Linked DNA regions of Zea mays: region 1 is linked to region 2. Evidence: chromatin contacts called from public Hi-C data. All regions are on one chromosome and are shown on one strand. Each heading gives the region's core, a stretch centred on a gene start, on an enhancer-like site or on the middle of the called end of the contact. The rest is flanking DNA. Distances are from core to core; before and after follow the strand shown. Region 1 holds the start of LOC100282734. Region 2 holds the start of LOC100127528 (ZCN19 protein).

Region 1 (3,811 bases), core at 308-2,807, 320 kb after region 2:
GAATGAAGCTCAAGTTTGTACACCATGCAATTAACTCTTTGAACCAGTAATAATATTATAAAAGTCGTTAAGTAAAAAAAATCATTTCGCCCTTGCAAGCTAGTTCCTGAAAAATTATTGTCTAGAAAGTAGATACCACTGCTAAAGGTAAACCATAACAATACATACATACCAGCTATTGAAATACCAGATAAACAATAACAAACAACAACAAAGGAAACACTTACGGAGGGATAGCTGCAATAATCCTATTCCCATCAGGTGTTGGATTAATGCCCAATGGTGATGAGATAATAGCATGCTCGATCGACTTCATGGACTGTAGAGCAACAACTTAAAAATGAGTCGAAGGGACGCTAAAAGCAGAAGCCCAAGTACAATTCAAATTGTTACGCTATTTTAGTCCAAGGCAACAGGTAACAAACACATTAACATGGCATTTGGCGTTTAGGCCTATAACAGAAACTTGTGATGAAAACAACACCAAACATATCTTCTGTGTATCATGTATCAGATTTTCAGGAAATTTGACTTGATCCTCCGGGGAACAAATTATTGATACAAAAACTGTGTCTACTTGACAATGTAATCTACCGGCTTCAGCTAGTAGAATTTAAGGAAAGATATGCTTCTTACAGTAGGATCATAAGGCATCACTGATAGGGTATGTGCGTCCAGGACAGAAACAACGGCAATGCGATTCAATGCAACTTTAACATCTGCATTCTCCACCATGATATGGTCAAGCATGCCTACAGAAAAAAAATGAATTTTTATCATTAGCCGGAGAAACTGCACTGATCAACAAAAGGAAAATAAGAAAATTATAGCAAAGGCAGCAATATAGGCTACCAGGTGTAGCTCTTCCAGTCCGTAGTTTGCTCAGCTCTCGTGACAGTGCGATCACTGCAGCGTCCATTTGTGCGGTGGCAGCTGATTTGACAGTTGGCCCAATGTCAGGAACAGCTTGAACAGTGTCACCTCGATCATCCTCTACACAAGCACAAACACATAAAAAGCGATTGGTCCATCAAAGGCAATGCTTCCATAACCATGACCTAATGAGTACTAGTAACACACAACTCTCCGAGGAGGTCCGGGTGCCATTCCACATTATCTAACTCCACTGAGGTGCGGATGCGGGCGCGCAACTTACTCGATTTCTTCCCCTTCGCGAAGCCTCTTCGGTTCTCGAAGAAGAAGAGCTGCGCCGGAGCCAATTCCCCGGCGCCCGCAAGGGACGCCCCGGCTGGGAGGCGGTGCACAGTGGTGGAAGCGGAGGAGGCGGCCGCGGCGCGGAAGGAGCGGGCGGCGAGGGCCACGCCTCGGCGAAGGAGGAGCGCCATAAGAGAAGTGGTTGGGAGTTGCGCTGAGGCTGGTCTACAGAAGGCTCAGGTGGTCAGGTTTCCTATCAGCTACGCCGGCTAGCGGCAACGACGGCGGCGGCGGCGGCGAGAAGAAACAGCACAAAGAGGGGGGTTTTGCAAACTTGTCCTGTCCGTGGGTCTTTACCCGTTTGCGACCGAAACGAGAATGGACACTTTGTGATCGCGATCTCTCGCAATGGGCTTTAGCAGCCCAAACTTTTAAGCTTTTGTTTTTTTAATGCTCGGTTTTGCTGTTCAATAGGGGAGCCGGCGTGTGGTGCGCTGGTGTAGAGATGGCAATGGGTACCCGCTACCCGAAACCCGGTGGGTTTTTGCTCTATTAGGATATGGGTTTGGGTCAATTTCTCTACCCATGGGTTTGTTAATGGGTTCAAATGGAAACCCAATGGGTACGTGGGCATGGGTTTGTTCTTCCACTACTCATACCCGCAAACCCGTGGGTTTTTAAAACCCGCCTTAAAATCAACATTTCTTATAAATATGTCTCATAATATTATTAATTGAATATGTTCTAATTGAAATAAACTTCATGTAACAAATTTTAGGCTAAAATTAGTTATCACTTGTTCCTTTTATGCTAGCTTATTAATGTATTGATTGTCATTTACATGATGAATTATTTTTTATGTTGATGTTAGTGGGTATGGGAAACCCGTTGGGTACCCGAAACCCGCCTGGGTATGGGTTTGGGCAAAATTTTATACCCGTCATGGGTATGGGTTTTTTGGCGGGCGTATTTTTTCTTCGCGGGTATGGGTTTGGGCAAGTAATACCCAGCGGGTTTTTACCCATTGCCATCTCTACGCTGGTGCCTAGCTCGGTGCCGGCGAGCCGTGACCGTGCTTTGGCCGGCTCTATGTTGAACCATACCAAATATCCCGTCGTTTGCACATCTACGTATTTTGGGTATGGATTACCTGGCGTACAAATAAATTAGAATGGAGTAACTACTTGACGTTGCATCACTAGTCCCACAAAAAAAGATGGAATTTCTGAATTTAAGTTATTTTAATTCTTTATATTAACTTTTAAGAAAAAAAAACGGGGAAAACAGATCCGACGAGGTTGCTCTAAGAAATTAAATTAGGGTTTCAAAGTAGACGAAGCGTCACGAAAGCAGGAAATATCACGGTGAACACTGAACGAAGTTGCAATTTGCAAACATGAATAACATGTAGTGCCATCGCCTACTTGATTACCAAATGGATGAGGTGGTTGTGCATCGCCTGTGGCTGTGGCCTGTGGGGAAGCATCGGCATCGGAGACCACGGTTGGCACGGTAGGTAAATCGAAAAATTAAGCAGAAACACTTGTTTGCCAATTGGCTAGGCCTTGCGTGGTGGGCCATATTGACATGGGCCGGTAGGCTTCGCGGTTCGGCCCCAATCGCCCAAACGAGACCTATCGCGCGGCACGCAACCGCGGAGTCTGGAGTCTAGACTGGACTGGAAGACCAAGAGCAGCAGCAACTCCTCCTATATCCTAAGAGCAACTCCAGTAGTTCTCTAAAAGACTTTCTAAATCAATAATTTAGGTAATTAACATGAAAATTATTCTCCAACAGTTCTCTAAATGAACTTTCTAAATTTAACAACTTGTCATCTAACCTCATTTTCTCTCTACATTTGGCAACCATTTAACAACTCCCTAAACAAAAATGTTGACTGCATTATATAGTTTTTGTGACTTATTTTTTATGTGGATAAATACAAAACAAAATTACAACCTATATTTAGAGAACTATTGGAGAACTCACATTTTTTTACTCTAAAAGTTATTTAGCAACTTCTTAAATCTGTGATTTAGAGAGCTAAAATTTACATAACTATTGGAGTTGCTCTAACAAAACGCTGTGGAGCGTGAAAAGCAAAGCAACCCAATCCTAGGTCACGCCGCCCATCCGCACGGCACCGAAATTCCCGTTCTTCTCGCCTCCCCTGCAGCCGACGACCGCGGCGGCGGCGGCGGTCCGAGAAGAATCAGCCGCCGTGCAGGCGCATTACCCTCTCCTCGTCCATCTAGGTCCAGCGGAAGGGGAGGAAAAGGCGAAGGCGGGGGCAAGTCAATCGACCCTCCTCGCCGCCTGATCGCGCGCCTTCGCCACCGCCGATGCTGCGGCGCCGTCCATGGCGTCGGCGCTGCTCTCGTACCTGCAGGCCCTGTGGCCGTTCTCTGCCCTCCTGAGGGAGGAGGACGACCTACGCGCGTCAGCGCGGCTGGTCGGGTCGCTCTCTGTGCCGGAGGAGACGAAGCAGTTCGTGCTCGCGCTCCGGGAGCCCGGCGGGTCGCCGCACGACCGGCACCGGGACGGCGCTGGCGTGATCTACATCCTCGCCGCGCAGAATCTGTCGGAGCAGTCCGCCTCGGACGCCGAGCGCCTGATCAGGGAGGTGCGACCGAGGGCCGTGGTCACCCAGGTCGCG
Region 2 (3,873 bases), core at 1,122-3,621:
CTCCGGCCGGGAGAACCATTCCATTCCATGGCACGCACCGTCGTCTTGCGGGATTTGGATTTGGTGGGGGGTATACCGAGACCCGAGAGCGAGGCGTACCCCTTCCGAAAGAGCCGCCCTCCCTCTCCGGCTCCTGCTCCGGCGACGGCGACCCCTGCTGCTGCAAGTCCCATCCGTCACGCGACGAATGGGATGCTCCCACGTGAACGGGCATGGTCGCTTTGCTTCGCTTGTTCTGCGGCGGTCAAGATTATCATGCCAGCGACAGAGTTGCCCCCCGTCGATTCGCCCGAATCTGACGATCCACTTCCTCCTCCACATGAGCCACCGGGCTCCGTGCCTTGCCCCTGGATCTCTCTTTCTCCGAAAGGCAGAAGCAGAGACTGCTTCCATCTTAAAATCACATCCATTTGTTTGGTTGCCTATATTTGATGGTGGGATGCAATGAGCTGGTGTTTGGTTATTGTCAACCAGACTCTACAACTACGAGGTGTATGTTTACCTGCGTGCAGATGTGGAGTCAGAGTCGCACGATATTTAAAACACCCTGGACCAGGCTCTATAGGTACGAGCAAATTGATCGCATCTCTAAAGTCAGGTTTCCACTCGCCTGGCTCATGCAGCCAGGCTACGGGAAGAAGCCAACCAAACAGGCCTAGGAACAGCTTTTCCCCGTAAGCCAGATTTCTCGTGGCAAAGGAAAAAAAAGAGAGGCAGGAACAGCTCTGGAGCGATATGTGTTAGATAGGAAGATTTACACGGATATGATATCAATAGACATACCAAAATAGTATAAGGACAAAAAAACACAATTATACACCATCATCGTTATCTAAGCAGCGGCGCTATATATTATAATCCTGGGAGGATGAACAAGACTCGATTCTGAGTTCTAGATGTCGGCAGGCGCCGAAATAAGCCACACAGCTGTACCACTAATCTGCTTCCCAAGCATCTATCCTAGTAAAAGCGAAGAAAGAAATCGTTATGCTGGGACAGGACAATATGAACAAGTGTCAAGAAAATCTCCCACCGCCTCTCTCTCTCTCTCTGTTTTTTTTTAATCGTTGAAGTCAAGAAAAAATATTCCCACGAAATAATGTTTCGCTTGAGGAACTTCTTCCATGTCTTGCCTTCCACCACCAATGAGAAAGGCAATCTTCGTTACAGTAACACTAGAGTAGAACTATGATCAGGAGTTCCTGAGGGCGCTGATTTGGTGATTAGGGATCCATGTGATGAATCCTCTTGTTATTCAATTTTAAATAGTAAGGGCTAGCTTAGGAACCCGTTTTCTCATGGAATTTTTATTTTTCAAAGGAAATTAGTTTATTTTCCCTTGGGAAAATGTAGTTCTCAAACTAGCCATAAAGGAATTTCTTCCCCATGGATCCCATTGTGATCTCTGGTCTGCGTTTGGCTGCGGAACAACCAGGACAGAGATGTCCTTTGGTGTCCTCTCTTGTCCCTGCAATTTTGATGGATAATTAGAGACAACACTGGGATAGTTTTATCCCAACCATTGACTCTAAACCAAACAACCTTAATTAAATAATCGTCTCACCCCGTCTCATTCTGTCATTGTAACCAAACACACCCTAAATCAGTCCTAAAGTTGGAAGTGAAAACCTGCTGCGAGGAGGTTAAACAGATGGTCAGTAGCCTCTTCCCGGGCATGCAGAAGAATGGTTACCAACCAAGTACTAGCTAGCGAATTCAGGCTCAACTTTCTCCACTCACCTAGTAGAACTTTTATTGATGGAAGAGTGACGAGGGAATGTTCCTGCTGCAAGGAAAGGAAAGGAAAGGAGATGAGGTGTCAATCTGATAGACAAGTCAAAAAGGCAGCCCACTTTTCAGGAGGGGAGCATATCATGTCCAGGAGGGGTTACAGTTACAGATATAGGGAATCACAGTCATCAGATTTTATTCATCGATGATGATGTGTCATGTGTGTGTGTATGGAATTGCCATGGACATCACTCCTGTTTTTTTCTTCTTCTTTCCGTTAAGGCCCAGATAGTGGGCTGGCCCGGACAGGCCTACGTATGTCCAGTCCAGTCCAGCAGTGTTGACGACCAGCACAAATACGTGCATCTTAAAGTCTGAGATTCCCAAGGGCATCTGGAGCACACGCCTCCCTGAATGCCTTTCAGCACTTGAGGTTGCAAGTATAAATAGGACACGTACCTGCTGCACCAATCAGTGCACTCAACAAGTTCACAGTTGACGCCAAATCAGCTAGCTTCTTTGCTCTCTCTCTCTCTCTCTCTCTCTCTCTCTCTCTCTCTCTCTCTCTCTCTCTCTCTCTAGAGCTTACTAGGCCTGTAGGAAGACTCCTCAAGGCAACCTTTTTTTTTTGGCTCACGACCCTCAAACTTAGCATTCTTGACTAACCTAACCATGTCAAGGGATCCACTAGTGGTAGGACACGTGGTGGGTGACATTTTGGACCCGTTTACTAAAGCAGCCTCGCTTAAGGTTCTGTACAACAACAAGGAACTGACCAATGGGTCTGAGCTCAAGCCATCGCAGGTAGCAAATGAACCGAGGGTTGAAATAATTGGTGGGCGCGACATGAGCAACCTTTACACTCTGGTAAGTCCATAGCTAGCTCATTACTACATTGAGTAGTATTCTTTCTTCTTCTTTTTTGGTTTGGCTTTTCAACCTGCTTTGGTTTTAAAAAAAAATTAAAAGTCAACTAAAGGCGTTGGCTTCCACTTAAAGCCACAACTAAAAGCAGCTTTTGGTACTTAGGCCCATTTGTTTCAGATTATAATCTCTCTAGATTACATAATCCAGCGCAAATAATCTAGTAGGTAAACAAACACCTAGATTATGGGTTCAGATTATATAATCTAAACCCCAGATTATGATAATCTCATAATCTCCTCAAGAGTAGCTTATTTGAGATTATTTTGGCAAAATACCCACTACCTATGGTTATGTAAATAGAAATTACAATATATGTCATCCTTCTTTTCTCACCTCAAATAAACAAATAAGGGTATTGTTGTCTTTGTGAATAATCTACATTTAAATAATCTAAACTACCAAACAACTACATATAGATTATAATATATTTAGATTATAATCTAAATTATATAATTTAGATTATAATCCAGATTATATAATCTATAAGCCGAAACAAACAGGCCCTTACTAAAATAAATTACAGCATCATCCCCTGCTTTTCACTGGCTGTGGAGTTCGCTGGTTATAAAGATAACTAGCACAAAATTCACAATAGCCCCCCCACCCCCCTCTGTTTTCACTAGCTATAAAGTTGGCAAAGTCTACGAAATTATCCACTTGCCTCGTTTCCACATAGATGCTCCACCACCTCGACCGTCGCTAGTGGCGGACGCAGGACGAGAACTCATAGGATGTCAAACAAGACCGTAAAAAACTAAACTAGTGTTGCATAAAATTCAAATTTCATATCGTGAAATAAGAAAAACTATATGAAAAAAAAACAAACATATCATTAAGTTCTTGCTGACTGAATCGAAGATGTGCCTACCTTGTCAAATATCGATCACCTTGAAGATGAGGTGTTGGGAAAGGGGCAGGGTCAGGTGACATCTCTGGTAAAAAATCGGGTCGCATCGTCGCGATGAGCGAGATTGGTCTATCGGACGGGCCGACATCGCGACGACGACGAGCAGGACGGGAGCACCGAAAAGGGGTCAGGGTCAGGCGGTGTCACATGTCAGGAAGAGGGGGGCGACGAGCAACGTCGAGAACGAGACATCTGGATGGACTAGCTCGAGCGGTGTCAGGAAGAATGGGGCCAGGCGGATAGATACAAGGACTAGGCCGAGGAGGAGGACAAAAGTTAGAAGGATTTCAGAGTTGAACCAATCTGAC

Evidence for each region. A called contact is a pair of places that touch in the nucleus more often than the background predicts.
Region 1: a Hi-C map of ear shows a contact between it and region 2, with 2.8 times the contacts expected there. The contact joins the promoter of LOC100282734 here to the promoter of LOC100127528 in region 2. A contact is called at or near these places in 4 of 25 Hi-C or Micro-C datasets (ear, leaf, root tip and 1 more).

What each region holds. Positions count from the first base shown.
Region 1 is chr10:129,750,915-129,754,725 of Zm-B73-REFERENCE-NAM-5.0, forward strand. It overlaps LOC100282734, which reads right to left and starts at 1,558. Exons shown (of 8, transcript NM_001155640.2): 1 at 1,157-1,558; 2 at 853-993; 3 at 637-752; 4 at 228-319. The coding sequence starts at 1,346. LOC100274892 reads left to right here and starts at 3,254. Exons shown (of 1, transcript NM_001149150.1): 1 at 3,254-3,811. The coding sequence starts at 3,515.
Region 2 is chr10:129,433,121-129,436,993 of Zm-B73-REFERENCE-NAM-5.0, forward strand. It overlaps LOC100127528 (ZCN19 protein), which reads left to right and starts at 2,372. Exons shown (of 4, transcript NM_001112785.1): 1 at 2,372-2,598. The coding sequence starts at 2,404.